4 separate regions of the Mus musculus genome follow, and regions 1, 2 and 4 are each linked to region 3. Evidence: chromatin contacts called from public Hi-C and HiCAR-type data. All regions are on one chromosome and are shown on one strand. The core of a region is the stretch at or near the end of the contact, and the rest is flanking DNA. Distances in the headings are between cores, read along the strand shown.

Region 1 (2,700 bases), core at 151-2,650, 430 kb before region 3:
GTGCAGAATTCACAAGATCCAGTCCCTTGTCCTTAAAAGGTAGGCAACAAGCACTGCAATTTTGGACAAAGAAAGTAAAGTTTCAGCTTTGTAGAGATTGCAATTATATTTCACTCTGTCATGTCCGCATAGTGATCCATTTAAAACTATGCTGTGATGACGATACTTGTGTTTGAGGAACAAACATTTGCCAGAAAGCCCTAAAGGACTTTTAATGATAGGCAAAATATATAAAAATAGCAAATAAAACATTCTTAAGGAAACTGTAACATTTTAAAGGTCTCTTTTGGTTTTTTGACAAATAGTCTTAAATGAATTTATATTAATACTGACATCACTTGATTCGCTGTCCTTTGCTTTTTAGAATGTTTTCCCATATGTCATTCTCTTTCAAATGTTCTCAGACAGGAGCACTGATACTCCTGGAGGGCATTTGGAAATGTGTGCAGAGTTTTGCTTGTCAGGAGTGGCATGGGGTGGGTGCTGCCTGTAGTGGGCAGAGGCCGGGGATGACAGGACAGCCACAGGGCACAGAGCAACCAAAGCAAGGTTGACACATTCCTTCCCTCCTCTTGACCCCAGTACTTACCTCAGTACCTGTGATAGAGATGCAGTGACATGCTGAGTGACCACAGGGGACAGAGCTGGAATCCAGACCCAGTTCTTATGAACTCCACTCCACTGTTTTTTCTGTTCTCTTGGTCTTCTGCTTTGTTTCTCTGTTTTGTTTTGGTTGGTTGTTTCTTACATAAAATCAGCATTTCATAGCAGTCTGTGATACAGTCAGTGCATGCTATTTATCAGACTGTAGTGGTAGACTGCTGTGAGCCCCGTTATGCTAACAGAAGATGTTTAGGAAAAATACTGGATTACACACTCCTGAAATCGCTCTAGGTCTAGAGTGCTTACCTTGTATAGATGATAAATAGAGAAGTAGTTTTTGTTACCTGAACTGGAAGGCTTGAGAGAATTTCATTTCCAAACAAAGCAATATTACTATCCAGTGGTTCTCCACCTGTGGCCATGACACCCACAGGGGTTGCATATCAGATATCCTACATATCAGATATTTACAGTATGATTCATAACAGTAGCAAAATTACAGTTATCATGTAGCAAGAAAATAACCGTATGGAGAAACGGTATTGGAGGGTCACAGCATTAGAAAGGTTGTGGAACACTGATCCAGGAGATGCTCCAGGGGATTTGCCACTCAGGGCTGCTTTAAATTATGAGAGAAGCACTCCTTGTACCGCAATTAGACCTGGACAAGCTCATATTTTCACCAGTGCAACAGGAAAAGAATTGAGCAAGATTCTCCGATTCCCGACTCTAGTGCAGCTGTTACAATAGGTGCTTTGATCAGTACTGATTCTCAACCAACCCTTCCCTTCCCAAACCTGCCCTGGCAGCTAAAGTGTGTTTGAGGCTACATACTCAGTACCCAGCTTCTCTCAGAGACAAGAAAACATCCTCATTTTTGTGGAGGAAAAGATTTATTGATTAAACAGACAAAGGGAGCTTAGTCTATACACAGTTTTGTAACCGTTTCCCCCTCCTAATTAATATATTACTAAAATAAAATTTCCCGTGTCACTGTTTGGTAAAGTTGTTGTTGTACAGTACAGATAAAATTTACTATTTAACAACTATTGAAGTGTTTACTTTGGCAGCAGAAGTATGCTCCCATTTTTGTGCAACTGTTGCCATTACCAATCTCCAGAAGTCTGTCACTGTCCAGTAGGACTTTGTACCTAGGAATAATGTGTCCTCATGCTCTAGCTGAGCCCTGGGTAGCAGAGGTCCTGCTTCCTGATTTTCTTGAGCTCACTACAGTCAGTATCTTCCATGAGTGAGTCATATGATATTTGTCATCTTATTCTCTGGTTTATTTTCATTACAGTTAGGTTTTCAGCATTCCTAGTGATGCATTTATCAGAATTTCACTTCTTTTGAAATCTTATAGTGGATGACACATTGTCTGTTCATTCATTTGTTGATGATCACTTCTATGCTCTGACTCGTATGAACAATAGTGTGTGAACACTGATATACAAATTATCTTTTCAGGACTTTGGGTTTTTAAATATACACTTAGAAATGTCTGGATCACAGGGTAATTCTTTTGATTATGTTTTTGAGGTACTAATATATTATTTGCCGCATGACTGCATTATTTTACATCCTCACTCACTGTACAAGGGGTCTATTTTCTCTACACCTTTGCCGACCCTTATTTTCTGATACTTTGATAATTGCCATCATGACATATGTGGAACAATCTCTAATTGTGGCTTTTTGGCTCTTGTTTGTTTGTCTTGGTTTGGTTTGGTTTGGTTTGGTACTATTTCCTTGGTGAATAGTGATGCTGGCCATCTTTTTATGTACTCATTGGCTATTCATATATCTTTTTTTTCTTTTGAGAAATGACTATATGCCTAGTCCATTTTTAACTGGGCTTTTGAGGGAAAGTTTTTAGAGGGCTTTATAAATTATGCATATTAACATTCCTTATTGACTATGTAATTGACAAATATTTTCTCAAATTCTGTGGTTTGTCTTTTTAATCTCTTGGTGGCTTACCTTGGCATAGATATACATACATACATACATACATACATACATACATGTGTGTGTGTGTGTGTGTGTGTGTGTGTGTGTGTGGCCTTAAATGTGCTAAAGCCAAAATACCACTTTTTT
Region 2 (2,851 bases), core at 222-2,721, 370 kb before region 3:
TCCTGAGTGTGCAGAGAGTTCACCGTCTCCTGGTACAAAGCTCAAGAGGAACGCTCTGAAGGAAATGTAAGTCCAGCATGTTTCCTGTGTCTCGTTTTCTGACTGCCTGGGAGGACAGTTGTATCACTAGAAGAGTGATCACTTAATGACAGTGTGTATGGAACCCAGTCAGAAGCCCCTCTGTGTTGGCTCTGCCCACAGCCATTTATTAACGCATGTCCTTCCCACCTTCCTGTTGCTCTTGCTTTCTGGATAGTGGGAATAGACTCCTTGCTTCACAGGTGTGTTGCAAGAAGTGATTAATTCCAAGCTCTTTGAAGATGAAAAGCACCTACTGGTGGTGTGTTTCACACAGCTCTTGAGGCAACTGCAGACAGACCTAAAAACTCCATTCCTTTTGTAAGATGCTTCTTCTGACTATAATGTAATTATGACAGCCCTCAGGCCCCTTACAACAACATATTTATGGTTTTTTTCCACAAAGCTTAGCCAAAGTAAATATTCCAGCTTCAATGCTTGAATTTAGTGGCTGAAGAAGTTTCATGCTATTTGTAAATGTATTGTTGTCAACTCTTTGCCAAAATTAAGGGCTTAAGTCTCTCAGTTTCTTGTGAAGTTCCTGTCTTGCCCTGGAAGTTTGTTTTATAGTTAAGTAAAGTTTGTCTTACTTATTATGTATCCTGTGGAAGAAAAAGGTTAGATGAGAGAAGAAGAGAGAGAGAGACACAGACAGACTGACAGGCAGACAGACAGACAGACATAGATACATACATGTATAGTTAGAGACATACAGATGAACAGACAGATGATAGATAAAGAAGATACATACACTGTTTGTTAGAGTTATACTTTGTTTAATGTTAACTGTCTGAATTTTTTTCCAGGACTGACCAAGTCTGATTAACTGAGGCTTATTCCCATATGGTTGGTGAATAAGCCAGCACCTGCTGCATAATACCTTAAAGTATCACAAGGGAATTTTCAGATTAGTATTTACTTACAAATAGAAATTGTATGTGTGCATATTTTTGCATATGCATGAGTATGCACAAACATACTGTGTTTTGGATGTATCTAAGCATTTTCTCCCACAAAAAGTCAGTATATCAACCCCAGGCATTATTTGCCTTTAATATCTAAAGATGGATATCTATTTGCTTTAGTTAAAAATTATTCATTGTGATTCCATTGATGAACCAATAATGAAAATTCAGAACATATCATAGTTTAGTGGAAAATGTAGATGTTATTACTTAATACAATCAGTATTCACCATACACTTTGGGGATTTCCTAGATATGCCAGGGTGTTGAGAAGCCAGCTGGTACATGCCTTGTTCTTAGGAGTAACAACCAGCGAGTGGGGGTTTGGAGGATCCCATGCCATTGCAAACCTCATATACTCTACAATCTTTATTGTCTGTTTTAGTGTGAGAAGAACTAAATCAAAAGGCACTGATGTGAGCAAACCACAGCCCAGCGGGGACCTCGTGGGAAGATCTAGTGACTCAGTAATTACTGTGGTACCATGGAGGAGGGATGCCTCAGCCATTCTCCTGTCAGAATCTGTGGGTCAAGCACAAGATGACATAAGAGCAGCCAAGAGCCACCAGGAGCTTCCTGTTCAAAAGCTGGAAAATGTTTCTCAGACTCAGCCAGGAGACACTCGCAGCCAGCAGCAACTTCATCCTGGGGAGTGGTTGAAGACGGGGCTTCTAAGCAGGAGCCCTGCGTATAACTATGAGTCAGCATCACCAGGTCCAAAGCAAAGTCTGAGAGCAGCCAAGACACAGCAGAAACACAGGAATTGTGGCTCTGTGGAAGACTGTGACCACCGCAGGAGAGTTTCTCTTGGAAATGAAGGATTAGTCCCGGAGGACGCGGATAGGGAAAGGAGCACAGCTGTCAGGGTTTTACCAGCCTTAGAGTTGTCAGATCCTGGGTTGCTTTTGAAACAAGATTTGGCAAAAGCCAAGGCTAAGGAAGAGCTACATGCTTTGGAAAATCTCTCCTCCAGACATCTTGTGACAAACAACCCGGGGCAGGCACAGCAGAGCGACTCAGCTGCAATTACTGAACAATTAGCTACAGATCAGGGCGGCCCCAGCAAGAAAAGAAAGAAACTACAAAGTTACAACAGAGGATGTAGTGGCAAGAAAAACTGAGGATACAGTACCTGGGGTATTGGAAGGAATTAGGACAATTACTTTAAATAAATAAATTTAGGAGCTGGAGTTAAGTCTCAGCTTTTAAGAGCACTTAGTGCTCTTGCAGAGGAACCAAGTTTAGGTTCCAAGCACCTAGAAGGTGACTTACAACCATGATGAACTCCAGATCCAGAAGACCCAACACACTCTTTGACCTCCATGGGCACCAGGCATGCGCATGGTATGCATATATACCAGGCAAAACACACATACATGTAAATCTTTTTGTAAAATTGTTTATGTTGGAATTGGCCTTCATGGTCACCTCCTGGAGGCTGTTTTCCTAACAGGCTTGTTACTTTTTCATCATTTTAGAACTGTCTCCAGAAAATACTATATTGACAAAGAGCCATCCACTGGTCAAGGAGTAAACTATGTATCTAGGACCCCAAGGAGAAATCAGTAATGGTGGCCTTCTCACCCCATCACTATGAAGACCTCCTGATTGGGGGGGGGGGGGGGGCAGAGACAGTGCCAGGTACTTCTGGCCACATCTTGGGCTGCAGTCCTCTGACTTCTCAAACTGAGTACCTGACAGTAAGAATAAGTCAGCAGTCTCAGCATGTGATTCTGTGAGGAATGCAGGTATTTGGGTCTCAGACATATGGAATGAAGAACTGTGATTCTGAAATGGACTAAAGTTGA
Region 3 (2,700 bases), core at 61-2,560:
GAATTGAGGATTTTTTTTAACTGAATTATGCTGTGACTGAGTTCCCTTTAGGAAACGACTTGTTTTCTATGCTGCCTCACTGGCCAATTAGTCTTTCATAAGAACAAAGCTTCCTACACTTGGGTTTCCTGTGTGAGAATCAAATGAAGGCTTAATAAATTCCCTGTCTCTTGATCTGCCAATTCATGTCTAGAATTAATTCTGCTTTCAATTTTCCATGTAACTAAAGTAGACTTGCTAATGTCATCTGCAACTTGTCCATTCAGATCAGAAGAGAACCTTTGCTCTAACATTGTCCAGGCTTGTGACTGTATGGTGAACAACTTACAGCGTAGAAATGCTAGCTGAACATCACACAGGTACTCTTGGTTTTTAAAGAAAAAGTTCCCAAGTCGTAGAATATAAGGATGCTCAAATCTCCAGCCTGTGAATCCCCTCTGTGTTCACTGTTCTCATCAATAGTTAACACTTAAGCACCAAATGAAGCAGTGTGCCGTTCAAAGTATCTGGTCCATTACTCATCTCCTTTGCCTGTTTCAGTCAGTGCATTAATTGCAGCAGGATGTAGGTACGAATTCAGAACCAGAGAACATAAGTCTCTCGTCTATCAAATATGCAGACTAATTTTTTTTTCATGGTCATTCTTAGAAAAAAGAATTCTTAGCTAAAAGGCTTTTTTCTTTGTGTTATTTAAGACACAGTTTCTTTGGTCTAGTATCTTTGGTCTAGTATCTTTTGTCTAGAATTATTTGTGTCTGTCTTTTCCATTTTGTAATAATCAATTTTATGTTTATTTTCAAACAGAATTTTATAAGGAGAGAGAGGGGGTTGGAGAGAGAGAGAATGTGATTAATTCCTTATAATCTACTCCAGACTTAACAATTGCTGAGGACTTATGATCTTATGATCCTGTTTAATTTCTTTTTTTCTCTTTTTTCCTTAACAATTTAAAGGCATATTCCTGACATTATTTCTTTCCACCCTTATATTCCTCAATACACATCTCTAATATAATGCTATTATCACATCTAAAATTAGAATGACAAGGTCATTAATATTGTTAGCCTTGAAATCTCCCTGATTGTGTCCAGGAATATTGTTACAATTGCCTTTTCTTCATTGTTAATATGTGTAGCTCTAACTTCAGGGCTCGATCACAGGTTAGAAACTTAAGAGAGAAAAATGATGAAGTAGACAACGTACTTAGCAAGAAGGGTTTTCCCAAATTCTCACAGCTGTAATCTGGACAGGGTTCAGTGCGACAAGCTTTGCACTGCGTTCCCACAGCTGGTTAGTGTTTTGAATTCCAGCCCCATGAACTCATCCCCAGCCACTGGGGCTAAAGCTTAGAGCCCAGCCTAGAGCTGATTATTTCTGATGACAGAGTAATGGAGAAAACTCTGGCATTGTCTACCCCTTCTTAAATGCACTGTCATCTGCACTTGTCTTCATTTCTGCTGGAAGAAAGTGGTTCTAAAGATCTTGGATAAATTTAACCCATGATAAAAACACAAATTTCATCCTCCAAGGGTATTTTGTTAAAGGCCAACAAAATAAGCGGCTATGTTGCCTTCTCTCAGTTTGCATTGATTGAAAATTGATTTATTTAGTAAGAATAAGACTAGGTTCTGAGAAGAGCTGGAAGAAGAGAACATGGATGCTTTAGAAAAAGGACAGATACACATGGAAAGCGGGTGCATGAATTATCTGGTGCTTGTACTCATGAAACTTTATATTCTACTTAGACACTATGACCCTGGACTCACCCTCAACTCACGGAAAAAGTTGTGTTCGGTTTTGGAAAGTTGCTACAGCAGTAATCTAGGCAGTGGTTGCTGGCAGGAACTTAATATCTGTGGTGGAGAAATGCTTTACAAAAGGGCTGACATTTTGGACTGCAAACTGAGCAAGTGAAGGCACAGGTATGATCGTGTTTCAGCAGAAGTCTGCAAGGTCAGGATGATATAGGATGGTAAAGGTAGTATGTTATAGAAGCCTACAGGAGAGGCTTAGGTCTGGGGGCCGTTGTTCGTGGATGAGGACTTGGTATTTCAGGATGTGGGCACGGATGGCACATATTCAACAGTCACATGAGCTATTCAGTATGGCAGAAATTCTCATTAGGTTATCAGGATCGCTGGCAGAATCTTTAGCAACCCAGGCTGCTGACCCATTGAGGACTTCTGATTCAGCAGATGTTGAGTGTGGTCTGAGATTCTACAGTTCTAACATGTCCTCGGTGGATGCCTAAAGAACATAACACATTGACAGCACAGCTTACAGAGCAGCTCCAGGAGGGCATGGTCTTTGTCTGTCCTTGACAGTTACCTCAGAGAAGAGATTTTTAAGTGGAACAGTTTATAAGGCAGGTGCTTTATTCTGATTATCATGCATCTCTTTCTCCTAAGATACCAGCTTTTCCTCTTCTTTAGAATGAATCTGACCCTCAATATTGATCCTTAAAGAGGCAGGAGAGGCAGGAGAATAGCTCAAGAGCATCTAATATCTTTATTATGAAGCTCCCTGTTGGTACCGAGATGTTTTTCTTATGGGAACCAGAGGCTGTTGCATCCATTGCCAGGGCTACAAAGCCAGAGTTTCCCTCAGTGTTAAGGTGGAGGAGATGTACATCTTCTCCTCAATCTGGGGCTCTTTGAAAAGACACTTAATCTTCCTAGACATTTACGCAAGAGTAAAACA
Region 4 (2,712 bases), core at 49-2,548, 290 kb after region 3:
TATCACTAGCATTAATCTTAGAGAAAATTATGTATGTGTAAGTCTTAATTAGACTATGGAATGAAGTGTGCATGTACACACACACATACACACACACACACACACACACACACACACACACACACACACACACACTCACACTTGCATGGAAATGGTGGTGACCTGGTTTTAACTCTAGTGTACAAGCAGGGCTGTTGTAAGGCAGAAATGACTTCATCAGGAAATCCTCAGTCAAACTTCCAAATATACAAATAGATGCCTTTTATTCTGCTGTGAATCAAAATGATGCCATGTCCTGTAATTAAGGATGTTAGTGGCCACGTTGAGTGAGAGCCAACCACACTTAGCCTTTGTTTCTAAGACAGTCATTTTCAAGTTCAGCATCTTAAGGCCAATAGGCACCTTATTTGGCAAAGATTCAGTTCTGTTCCTAAGTCATTTTAGGGTAATAGAATTTTCTTTCTTTCTTTTTTTCCTCCTTTTCTCCTTCCTTCCTTCCTTCCTTCCTTCCTTCCTTCCTTCCTTCCTTCCTTCCTTCCTTCCTTTCTTTCTTTCTTTCTTTCTCTTTCTTTCTTTCTTTCTTTCTTTCTTTCTTTCTTTCTTTCTTTCTTTCTTTCTTTCTTTCTTTTCTGTTCTCTTTTTTGGAGATGTACTGGTTGTTTGAACTTGATGCACAAATATTTATATATTTGGGCATGTTACTATGCAGTCAAAAATCAAAGAGTATTGCCTAAAAAAGCAAAATACAGAAACAAGTCTTAGCAATTATTGAATTGTTATTGAGCAAGATAATTACAAAAACAAACAAACAAATATTCAAACCCCTGTTGCTAAATGCAAATCTACGTGAGAGTGGGACACCAGATAACATTGCCTTATTATTTCTTCCTTACAGGAAATAATATGGAGTCATTAGGCTTTCTAAATATTAACTTCTCAAACTGACTGTGTAACTGGCTCCTGGGGCCGCATACAATGGCAGGGTGATATGGTCTGTTGATCTGGCCCACAGTCTGATGGGAGGGGAGCTGAAACACAGTTTTGTTTTGTTTTGTTTTCTTAAGCAGATCTACAAACCTCTCGGAATCAACCACTCCTTTTTTGGAGTCACTTGAGCCCTTGACCAAAGGCCTGCCTGAGTAGGATCTCTTCCTATGGATGCAGCAGGAACTCTCTATCCGCCTCCTCCAGCTGCAGGAGAGAAGAATTCACCGGAATGCTGAGATAATGCCTGAACTTGCTGAGCCCTCCTGCCTCCTGCCACCTCCATCAAGTTCTATCTTTGTCTTAGGCCCTGAGTCATGCCCTACACCGACCCCTCAGTCATCTGTGACTCATAGCAGAGAGCAGTTATACCCAATGCTGAGCCACAGGAGCAGACGATTATTCTATTCTTCTTTATTCTCTCATTCTCTCTCTTCTTCTTCTTCTTCTTCTTCTTCTTCTTCTTCTTCTTCTTCTTCTTCTTCTTCTTCTTCGTCGTCGTCGTCTTCTTCTTCTTCTTCTCTTTCTTTCTTCCTTCCTTCCTTCCACCTTTCTTTCTTTCTTTCTTTCTTTCTTTCTTTCTTTCTTTCTTTCTTTCTTTCTCTCTCTCTCTCCCTCTCTCCCTCCCTCCCTCCCTCCCCCCTCTCTCTTTCTTTCTTTCTCTCTCTCTTTCTTTCTTTCTTTCTTTCTTTCTTTCTTTCTTTCTTTCTTTCTTTCTTTCTTTCTTTCTTCCTCCGTCATTCTTCCATTCTTTGCTTCTGAAAGTATCTGTATCAGATCAGGACCCCGAGACCAAGTTCTAAGCACAAAGTAGATTTATTTGCACCAGATGGACAAAGGACAGAGAATAAGAGACAAAGACAGGATGAAGACAAAAGCAGAGATGATAAAGGACAAGGGAGAAGGGGAAAGGAACAAAAGAGAGGGGGCAGGAGTACCAATTCTTGGGGGGGGGAATGGGAGGACAAAGGACTGTCTCTGGATAGAGAGGAAAAAGAATTGGCTCTTAGGAAAATGGTGGTTTCTAAAGGTAAAACAAGAAACCCTGTGTTAGGATGAGGTATTTAATTTTAATTGGGCATGTTAATTAGATGAACCAAGGTAGGCTTTTGATTGCTGGATTTGAATACTTTGATAGCTGGACCTTGGTAGTCAGCCTCTAAAGGAGGAAATGTCCAAATAAGGGAATAGACCTTGAGGGCTCGCTTTAGGAATGTAATCTAATGGTTTTCAGCAAGGCAGAGGAAATGGGGGAGAAGGACAAGGCCTGCCAGACTCATGTCATGTGTGTCGTGCTCGGGCTAGCTAGAGGCCTTTCAATTCCTCTCCGTGTCTCTCTCTGTCTCTGCCTCTGTCTCTTCAGCTCTCTGTGTCTCCGACTCTCTGTCTCTCTGTTTTTCTCTGTCTCTCTACCTCTGTCTCCATCTCTGTCTTCATCTCTCTCTCTCTCTTTCCTCTCTCTCTCTCTCTCTCTCTCTCTCTCTCTCTCTCTCTGTCTTGTTCTCTACCTTGGAAGAAAAGTTAGGTCAAATGGTCATATCTTGAGCATCTTCTTCAAGAGCTTCTCTATCATTTGTGTCTTTAACTTGGGAGAAATTTTATCCTGAGTGGGCATTTTGGTGGGTATTTTCTTTTAAATGCCATTTTGGGTCAGATTTCTTTCTTGTAGAGTAACCTATCTTTACTTGATTACAAATATGATACTGAATAATATTTATTTATGTATTT

What was found. A called contact is a pair of places that touch in the nucleus more often than the background predicts. HiCAR-type assays count read pairs that join an accessible place to other places.
Region 1: a contact with region 3 is called in a Hi-C map of adipose-derived mesenchymal stem cells, with 2.3 times the contacts expected there. The contact joins two enhancer-like sites. A contact is called at or near these places in 1 of 484 Hi-C or Micro-C datasets (adipose-derived mesenchymal stem cells) and 1 of 115 datasets of contacts at active chromatin or transcription factors (fibro-adipogenic progenitors).
Region 2: a HiCAR-type map of fibro-adipogenic progenitors shows a contact between it and region 3, with 2.9 times the contacts expected there. The contact joins two enhancer-like sites. A contact is called at or near these places in 1 of 15 datasets of contacts at CTCF or cohesin (the NIH/3T3 cell line) and 1 of 115 datasets of contacts at active chromatin or transcription factors (fibro-adipogenic progenitors).
Region 4: a contact with region 3 is called in a Hi-C map of adipose-derived mesenchymal stem cells, with 3 times the contacts expected there. The contact joins two enhancer-like sites. A contact is called at or near these places in 1 of 15 datasets of contacts at CTCF or cohesin (the NIH/3T3 cell line), 16 of 484 Hi-C or Micro-C datasets (the 3T3-L1 cell line, the C2C12 cell line, adipose-derived mesenchymal stem cells and 11 more) and 5 of 115 datasets of contacts at active chromatin or transcription factors (astrocytes, cardiomyocytes, embryonic fibroblasts and 1 more).

What each region holds. Positions count from the first base shown.
Region 1 is chr2:137,005,016-137,007,715 of GRCm38.p6, forward strand. Slx4ip (SLX4 interacting protein) reads left to right here. Exons shown (of 8, transcript NM_028834.3): 4 at 1-39. Among named protein-coding and RNA genes, the nearest start is that of Jag1, 110 kb to the right of the region's middle. Within about 2 kb of position 1,401, at least 26 of the 459 cell types and tissues checked have an H3K27ac peak or open chromatin away from gene starts, as enhancers often do. A contact at or near this core is called in adipose-derived mesenchymal stem cells, where this site is marked.
Region 2 is chr2:137,066,165-137,069,015 of GRCm38.p6, forward strand. Slx4ip (SLX4 interacting protein) reads left to right here. Exons shown (of 8, transcript NM_028834.3): 7 at 1-66; 8 at 1,429-2,851. The coding sequence ends at 2,164. Among named protein-coding and RNA genes, the nearest start is that of Jag1, 49 kb to the right of the region's middle. Within about 2 kb of position 1,472, at least 56 of the 459 cell types and tissues checked have an H3K27ac peak or open chromatin away from gene starts, as enhancers often do. A contact at or near this core is called in fibro-adipogenic progenitors, where this site is marked.
Region 3 is chr2:137,435,056-137,437,755 of GRCm38.p6, forward strand. No RefSeq gene overlaps it. Among named protein-coding and RNA genes, the nearest start is that of Gm14055, 150 kb to the left of the region's middle. Within about 2 kb of position 1,311, at least 23 of the 459 cell types and tissues checked have an H3K27ac peak or open chromatin away from gene starts, as enhancers often do. A contact at or near this core is called in adipose-derived mesenchymal stem cells, embryonic heart, fibro-adipogenic progenitors and 1 more, where this site is marked.
Region 4 is chr2:137,720,978-137,723,689 of GRCm38.p6, forward strand. It overlaps Gm14064 (a long non-coding RNA gene), which reads left to right. Exons shown (of 6, transcript XR_866773.2): 6 at 1,068-1,426. Among named protein-coding and RNA genes, the nearest start is that of Gm14064, 59 kb to the left of the region's middle. Within about 2 kb of position 1,299, at least 48 of the 459 cell types and tissues checked have an H3K27ac peak or open chromatin away from gene starts, as enhancers often do. A contact at or near this core is called in adipose-derived mesenchymal stem cells, embryonic heart and muscle stem cells, where this site is marked.